Regions from separate parts of the Arachis hypogaea genome. Here region 2 is linked to region 1. The links are chromatin contacts, called in public Hi-C maps. All regions are on one chromosome and are shown on one strand. Each heading gives the region's core, a stretch centred on a gene start, on an enhancer-like site or on the middle of the called end of the contact. The rest is flanking DNA. Distances are from core to core; before and after follow the strand shown.

Region 1 (4,553 bases), core at 1,352-3,851:
ATTAATTCATCACTTTATCGTTTTATTAATTTTCTCACTTTAAAAAATTAAATTCTTTAAGTTTGGTGCTCATTAACTAAGCTATGAATGTTGAGACACTAGCTAATATGTTTTTATCACTCCATTCGAACTAAATATATAAAATCATCTCCAATTCTCATCAACATAAGCCCAATTGATTTCTATTTTTATTTTACTTTTATTTTTAATATCTTCTGTTTTGAAAGTTAAAAAAAATACTAAAAACTAAATCCTAATAAAAAAAATAAAAACAAAAACCAGTCAGACTCTAAATTTTTTATTGTGATTTTATTTCACTAATGTCACTTGTAAAATTTGATATTTAACGTTTTGGTTTATGGTGTATGTAATAGCATGCACCTTTTAGAAAACTATTTAAAAAAAAAAAATACAAGCTTGTTAAAAACTACAACTTTTAAACTATTAGTAAATGTTTGATCCAAACTAATGGTATTAAGTCTTGGGTTTGAATCTCTTGGCTATCCCGGGAGGAAATGATTTTGGATTTGATCAAGAGATATTACCATTAAAATTTGATAAACTTAATATGGATCTTATAAATCCAGGAATCTATGGATCTTATTTGTCTCAATTGTTGATTATTTAGACACATTTACTACTTATTAAGGTAAACATTATATACAGACATAGTTGAGAAAAAAAAAAAAGGACTTCAATTTCTTTTGGTTTCTCACTCTTGAATCCATCACCATGCATTTAAGAGTCTCTATCTTTCTCCTGTTTTTCATATCTGAGATATTTCTTTCTATTTCTACTATGACTGCAAGATAACGAACAATGCAATTATGATTTATTTTTCAGTAAGATTTACATGGTTAGTGAAAATCAATATTAACACTACACCATTTATTAACTCTATAAAATTTAAGTATTTTATTCAAATTGTTGAATTATAATTATCTGTATAAATATTATTTGTACTGATTTTATTTCTAATTTGATATGATCAGTAAGTATATGTGGTCAAACAATTTCTTATTTTTATAAATCTGAACATAGGTGTATTATGTTAATTAAGATGTACATTAACAGTATATCAATGATTTTAGATTAATCTAAAGTTTTATGAAATCATCTACAAAACATGACCTTCTAATCTTATAGATTTTGTTAATAAACATTACACCAAAGCCTATAAAATTGCAATATATGCTAAGATTGCACTCATTATTTACTTATATATGATGATAAAATTGCTATTCTATTATTCAAATTGATTGTTTTAACATCCTATCCAAACAATTATTACCTTCTTTTTTTTGGTATATTAATTGCACTCTTGTTTACAATTTTCAAAAACACCTCATCATCATGGTGTAATTAACTTACTTGAAAGGTTAATTAATTAACCTTAAAGAGTAGTACCAAGAAGGAAGAAAAAGGAGAACATTTCCCAGCATTTTGGAAATTACTATCCTAGATTCCTAGCTTATAAAATAACTCCCTAAGAATCGGTGAGAAGGAAGGTGAAGATGATAATAATAATAATCATCATGTAGAGTTGCACCATGCAAACGCGCATGCATGATTATTATATAATATTAATATTAAGCTGAGATAATTATTATATCAACCTTAGCACTACTATCAAAGAAGAGTCCAGATAAAGGCAAATATGAAAGCAATTAAATTAAACTCATCACAGATACTGAGATACATATTCCTAAATGCAAGTGGCAATATATAAAAATGTTTCATACAGCTAGCACAACTGACTCCCAACCATTAAGTGCAAATATATCTTTAAAACACAATCAATGTGTTCATGTTTAATTAATTATTCACTTTAATTAAAAATAGATATTTTCGCTCAGCAAAAAAATAAAGAAGAAAAGAAAATAAAAAAGAAGAAAAAATTGATAAACTGTAAAATAATTAAGCACACTCAATCACAAATCAAAGAGAAAAAAAAAAGAGACTAAGCAATTATGAATAGTTAATTAATAGTTTTTAATTAATTAATTAATTAATTATTACCTGGTGCTTGCATATTCATAAAGCTTGCTAGTGCTGGAGAACACAATCAATCCAACTTCAGCATCACACAGAATGGACAATTCCTTAGCTTTCTTCAGCAATCCATTTCTTCTTTTCGAAAACGTTACTTGCCGGCTCGTTGAATTGTCGATCCTTCGAATCGCGATCTTTCCTCGCCCCATCGCAATCAATTTTAGGGTTCCTACCTCTTCAAATTAAACACCTCCTTTGATTTGACCTGCTACATCGTGAGTCAACAAATTCATTAACATCTATGAGCTATTTAACTCTCACGGAACTAAGTGGATTAAATCTTTTCGAGATTTTGACGAAAAAAATAATAATCGAATTACATAATACTCCAATTCGCGGAAAAAAGAAAAGGAAAAGTGAATAAACAGCAATAAAATAGTGAACAGTAGTTGAATAAGAACAAAAGTGACTTACTTGAAAATTATAGGAGTGCAGTAATTATTAGTCGCAATAACAAGAAAACGAAGCAAGGAGCTAAAGAAGAAAGAAGACGACTTTTTTTTTCTTCTTTTTTTTGGTGTAAAATGTTCCTCTTAAGAGGAACTATGTGATGCAATTTAATTATGCTTTATATGGAAAGAAAGAAGTAGTTTATTTGGACAGATGTGACACCAATAATCCTCTTATTAGGGAGAAACACAGTGGTTTTGTGAGGGGATTAGTGGTTTTGAAGGTTTAGGTATTCCTTTCCAAGCCCACTCGCCAATTTCCTCACGCGCTACGAAGGTGGCTCAAGGAGCAGAGATGATTGCAAGGGACACGCGTCGAAAGAATAGAGCGCGTGGGGAAGTGTGAAAGGTGGTTAGAGTGTTTCCTAGGACTATAGAAGGGTCCAGGAATCGTGGGGGCCATGTAATGCTGAATAAATGTGTATTCGTGTGACGTATCAGATGGTGCCACGTATTCTATCCAAAACCGAGGGCGCTCTAACTTTTCCTGCTTTTAGGTTTGGCGAAAAGTGTCAAAATGGCACTTCACTCTATTCCCTTTCTATAATTGACAATTCTATCCGTTGAGAGTAACAACACACTATTTTTTCTTGAGTAAATGATCAATAGAATTCCAATTTTTTTTTTATCTCAAATAAGTTTTTAATTAATTAAAAATATAAAAAATATTTTTTATTTTTTAAAATATGAGATATTTAAAATTTGATTTGGTAAAATTTTTTAAAGAGGTGTTTGCATTTTTTAAAAGTTCAAGTTTTTTATTTTGTGTTTGATAAATTAAGAAGATTATGTGCTTGTACTTGCAATTTTTAAAAGATCGAGATACTTTTAAAAGCATTTAAAATATAATTTTTTAAAGTTAACTTATACTTTTTAAAATTTAAAAATCTAATATAACCTCATATGTTAACTAATTTTTAAATTTAATACTTACATTTATGTCTATCATATTATTTTTAAATTTTAAAAGCTATTTTACCAAAGCAATTATTGTTGCTTGTGTTTATTAGAAGTTATTTTTAACTTCATTTACCAAACATAAATATTATCATTTTTAAAAAATTATCTTTTAAAAATTAACTTTTATAAGCTATTTTTAAAAACTAAGCTTTATCAAATTAAGCCTAAATCTTTTTGAAAAATCAATTCGTTTTATATATTTTTGATAGAAAAACTTAAATATCTCCTATTTTAAAAAATCAATAACATTTTTATATTTTTAATTAATTAAAAATTTATGTGTATTTGAATTAAATTTTAAACTCAAATACACTATATCAAGAGATACTAAAATTATCATTAAACAAAAATTTCAGCGGTGATAAGATACTGCTATTTAAATAAGGTTGGAGATCGAAGAATTAGAATAAGGCACAAAAACAAAACATGAATAAAAAAAAGGGGTGAGGGACCAAATGGATTATGGATGTTGCATTTCTTATTTCGTCTGCTTTTTCAAAATGGAAATCCATACTCATTTTTTGAGTAGTGCTTGTTGTTAAAGTAAGTTGATAGTAGGTAAGGATGACATACTTTAACTACAAAATTTTAGGTTTAACCTTTTTTTTATAAATTATATATGATTGATGAAAATTATTTTTTTTAAATAATATGCACTAAACATTTTTTTATATTTTTATTTTATGCAGTAGATATTGATATTAGATTACGAGTTGTGACATAATCTATTTTATATATATAGAAAAAGCTTTCGTTGAATTTTAAATTTCTCGGGAAATAGCTGGATAACAAAGCTACATCTTTAATCGATTTAATTATACCATATGCAGCAATACCATTTTGTGGGTGTCAAAAATATCATGGTTGAAATAATTGATAAGAAACGAATTTGAATCTCATAAAATAAAATTCGATTCTTAGCTTAATGTTGACATAAGAGTTAGTTTGGTTATATAGTAGTGTCTTAATAGGTATAATATATCTATTAAGGTGAAAACTCAGATGTAGTTAACTTCATGCGAAGTTGATAGTTGAGAGCTGTTAGATGATTTGAATAAATTTTCATCTAACGACATGAAGTCGACTGCACGT
Region 2 (4,393 bases), core at 954-3,453, 55 kb after region 1:
TCATGACTCTTGCAAATTCTAAGGGGTCTCACCACTGACAATCGTATAGTAAATGGTCAAAATTAGTTTTCGAAAAAGCATTTTTTATAAAATTAATTTTTAAAAAAAATTTTTGATTTAAATTTGTTTTTTAAAAAATTTTAAATTAATTATTTTAATCTTTCTGTCACTTTTATTATTAATAGTATCAAAATTTTTTGAGACAATAAAGAGTGTAGAAAAAAAATTGACCGACAATTTTAAACATAACTCTTGAATTAAAAGAATTCGATAACATAAAAAACAATACAATATTTTAAAATAAATTCAAGCTAGTCAAAAAATTTGGCCAAGACTCACATGCTAACCGTCACACCTGAGCAGGTGTCCGTGCAGGCCAAACTTAATGTAGCGCACGACGTGGATGACGGTATGTTAAGTAATACTACAACACACACCTAATAATTTTATTTGGCGACTAACACGATAAATTTATAAAATTAAATTAAATCAACTCTAAATTGAGTGATTCTAATACCTCAAATTCTCTCCTCAATTAGATTTTAATTTAATCTAATTTCATAAATTTATCATGTCAATTAAAACTTTTATGTGTGTTATAATATCACTCAATGTGCTACATTAATAAATTTTGATACGATCAATATAAAAAATAACAAAAAAAACTATTATAATTAATTTAAAATCTTTAAAAAATAAATTTAATTAATTTTTTTAAAAAAACTAATTTATAAAACGAATAATCTTTCATTACGAATTTCATCATTTATCCAAATATTATACATTCATATGATCCAACTAGCTAATTTAAAATTGGCCATAACACAAGCCTAACATCTTATATTAACTTGATAAAGTCAGAACATTCATATTACTAATGGATCTTTGTATTTATATATATTAAATATAGTAATCTCATCAGATTCTTAGGTTTTAACTTTAGAGATATAATTGAATCAAAATATATCCAAAAAGAGTAGGAGTGGATTGAATTTTCGATATATAGTTGGGTAAGATTTTACCTGTAAAATTAAAGATTTAAATCATAAAATATTTTTTTGAAAGAAGCTATTTCAAATACCAGTTAAATTTTTCCATCGACTTGTATATAACCTTTAATCACCGAAAGGTAATATAAATTATTTTTTATTAAGTAATTAGTTTAATTTGATATATTTAAAAATTTAATTAAAAATATGATGCTGAAGTGCTAGACTACTAAAAATGTTGAATTACTGACTAAAAGTACTAACTAATGTAAATTAAAATTGTTGGTACTTGAAATATTGTTTAGATAAATGTTGTTAAATAAAATTCTTTAATAATAGGTTTACAACTTTTGTATATAGACTATATTGCTGAAGAGATTTATTTTAAATGCTGAATAGTTTTACTAACACTTAATATAATTTAGTAATAACATTAATTGATACTTTTTAAAATGTCACTAAACTTCATTTACGCAAAAGCTAACTATGTATTTATTTATTTATTTATATTGGTTGATACATCTATATATAATTAAATTTATCGTTATAATATCTTATTGATATTCAAATTATGTGATAGTTTAATGTAATAAGCTTCCATCTCCATAAATTATTTTTAAATTAAACATATCTAATAGAAATAACATACATAAATTTTATATTTAAATTTTATTTGTTGGTCAATAGTATAATAAAAAATTAAACTTATAAAACAGGAGATACTACGTAGTATACTAGGTTTCTAGGTGCATATGTAGTACCAATACTAACTGGATTGCAATTTTTATAACAAAAATACAATAATAAATAAAAAATTAATTATTAAATCAGTTATTATATATTTATATATATTATGTTATAAACTTTGAATATATATTTTATACTAAATTATTTTTTTATGTGTATTATTTAACTTTTTTTTTTTTTTGAGGGAGAAGGATAGCGTGGTTGTTTTTCTTAAAGATAGATTTTCTTCATTGGATGAGATACACATACATGGATTGGTCTCCCATTTTTTGTTTGGATTATCATACGAGTCGAATATTGTGCATGCTAGGCTTACCAAGTGTATCAAGAAAAAATGGACTTAGAGGCAAAAAATAAAATGAACCTCTTTAATTATTCAATTATTTCTAATGTTTAAGATAGCCCACAACGAGAGTTAAACTCTAAAATGGCCTCTAAAATTGGCGTTGTGCATTAAAATCGTCTTTGAGATTTTAATTGTACTAATTACGTTCCTAAAATTGATAACAGTGCACCATATTAGTCCATAGCCTATTTTTCATTAACGACGTGATGACATGACTTGATGACGTGAACTGAAAATAACACGTATCACTCCATGATTTGGCCACGTGTAATAATATGATGATGTAGTGTCATTTGGCCACGTATAATAATATGATGATGTAGTGACCAATGACACGTGGCATGCTAATGTGGATGGTTGTGCCACGTGTCACAATGTTATTTGGACATGTGTCCGTTTGTGCCACGTGTCATCCATTATGTCATCATTGTAGATGCACTAAATTAGTCCCTTACTTTGCATTAAGTGACTCAGTTTAGTCCTTGAAATTGAATGTCGTGCACCAAACTAGTCATTTCACTAGTTTTTTTCTCATTTTTTCTATAAATTTAAAATTCTCAATATTTTTGAATGCATTCATTTTAATTCTATTTTTTCACATGCTAATCAAATAAAAGTGCTTTTATAAAAAAAATTTTCTCTTGCGAATACCCTAACCGTCGACTTAGAGTTGACGTGAAGCCGTGAAGGCATTTCAAGCACCTTCACTACCATCTTCGACCTCTTTTAGTGCTTTTATAAAATATTTTTCTCTTGTGGATATTCCTAACCGCCGTTTTAGAGTTGACGTGAAGGCATTTCAAGCTTCCCTCATTACCGTCTTCGACCTCTTTTGTCTAGACTGCAGAGGTCGGAGATGCATGGTAGTGACGGTGATTGAAGTGCCTTCAATCTAACTCATTTACACATAACGAAAACGTCTATTTCATAAGAACAAAAACGATGTTTATTTTAATTATTGATTTCTTGTTAAAGCACATGTTTTTTGATGAAAAAAATGTGTCTAATCAATCATATAATTATTTTTTTATAATAACATACTTATATATTACAAAATTTACTAATATTAAATTATTAAAAAAATTATATAATTTAAACTAAAATCTTAAAACTTTTTATGAAAACACTTGTATTTAAACGATATATGAAAAAATAGAAATGAAATTAGTGCATCCAAGATATTGAAAATTTTAAATTTAAAAAAATGAGAAAAAATTGGTGAAGTGAATAGTTTGATCAAGACATTCAATTTCAGGGACTAAAATGAATCACTTAATGCAAAGTGAGGGACTGATTTGGTGCATCTACAATGATGACATAATGTGTAACACCCTAACTATTAAAAGTCACACTTCCGGCTGCGCCACTCTGATAGCTCGGGTATTACAACGACTCTTAAAATATTTAGTACTAAAATATGAGCCTATTTAAAACTGAAATCGAATATTCAAAACATACATCCATACGTTGCAATATAGATTACAATATTTACAAATATATATATATATATATATATATATATATATATATATATATATATATATACACAAACTTCACATATAAAAACTTCTATCCCTTTTGCAAAAATGGCTAAAAATAAAGGAAAGGGAACAATAATACCTAAGATAATACAAAATAATATCAAATAAACAGAAAATGAATATAACTCTTCTAAAGTTTCGTCGTCCATATCCTGAAAAGGGAAAAACCTGTAGGGGAGTGAGAACATCGTCCTTGAAAGGGTTCTCACTATAGGGTCACAAAATTGCTATAATAAAATACGAAAATAAGACCGTTTTTAAAGTACAGTGATTAATAACTGTCTTATGCACCTTTTCAAAACCAAAGATTTAATATTCAAAATTCGAAAGTCTTTTTGAAAGGGAAAAATGTTAATTTCTCATAAATCCAAAAGTATTTTTAAATGTTTTTTCTAGACAGCATGAATGACCAAACTGTTCCAAGCATAGGTTCATTAAATCTATGCTGAACCAGTTTAATTTTTCATACTTTTCTAAACCAAAAACTCAAATCAAACACGGTCTTTGACCCATCTCGTAATCAACTACGGCTCTAGGCCCAAACAAATCAATCCACAGATAATTCACCACAGATTCAACCAATTTTAGTCATAAACACAGGTAGAAGGTTCAAGCATAATCAAACAGTTACATCAAGTTGAGCAATTAATAATTAAGCATAATTATTCACATAGGCAAACCACATATACAATAAACACACCCAATCAATGTCACATAGATGCAAATGATGCATGCTTGTCCTACTGGCCATGAGCTCACGCGTCGGTTAT

What was found. Hi-C and Micro-C count contacts between places; a contact is called where the count stands out from the background.
Region 2: a Hi-C map of leaf shows a contact between it and region 1, with 3 times the contacts expected there. The contact joins the enhancer-like site here to the promoter of LOC112714782 in region 1. A contact is called at or near these places in 2 of 8 Hi-C or Micro-C datasets (leaf and an unstated tissue).

Annotation. Positions count from the first base shown.
Region 1 is chr10:4,697,170-4,701,722 of arahy.Tifrunner.gnm2.J5K5, forward strand. LOC112714782 (MADS-box transcription factor 23) reads right to left here and starts at 2,602. Exons shown (of 9, transcript XM_072205670.1): 1 at 2,467-2,602; 2 at 2,020-2,257. The coding sequence starts at 2,201.
Region 2 is chr10:4,752,723-4,757,115 of arahy.Tifrunner.gnm2.J5K5, forward strand. It overlaps LOC112714785 (a long non-coding RNA gene), which reads right to left. Exons shown (of 4, transcript XR_003159363.2): 4 at 4,186-4,393. Among protein-coding and RNA genes, the nearest start is that of LOC112714785, 4.7 kb to the right of the region's middle. Within about 2 kb of position 2,204, at least 1 of the 3 cell types and tissues checked has open chromatin away from gene starts, as enhancers often do.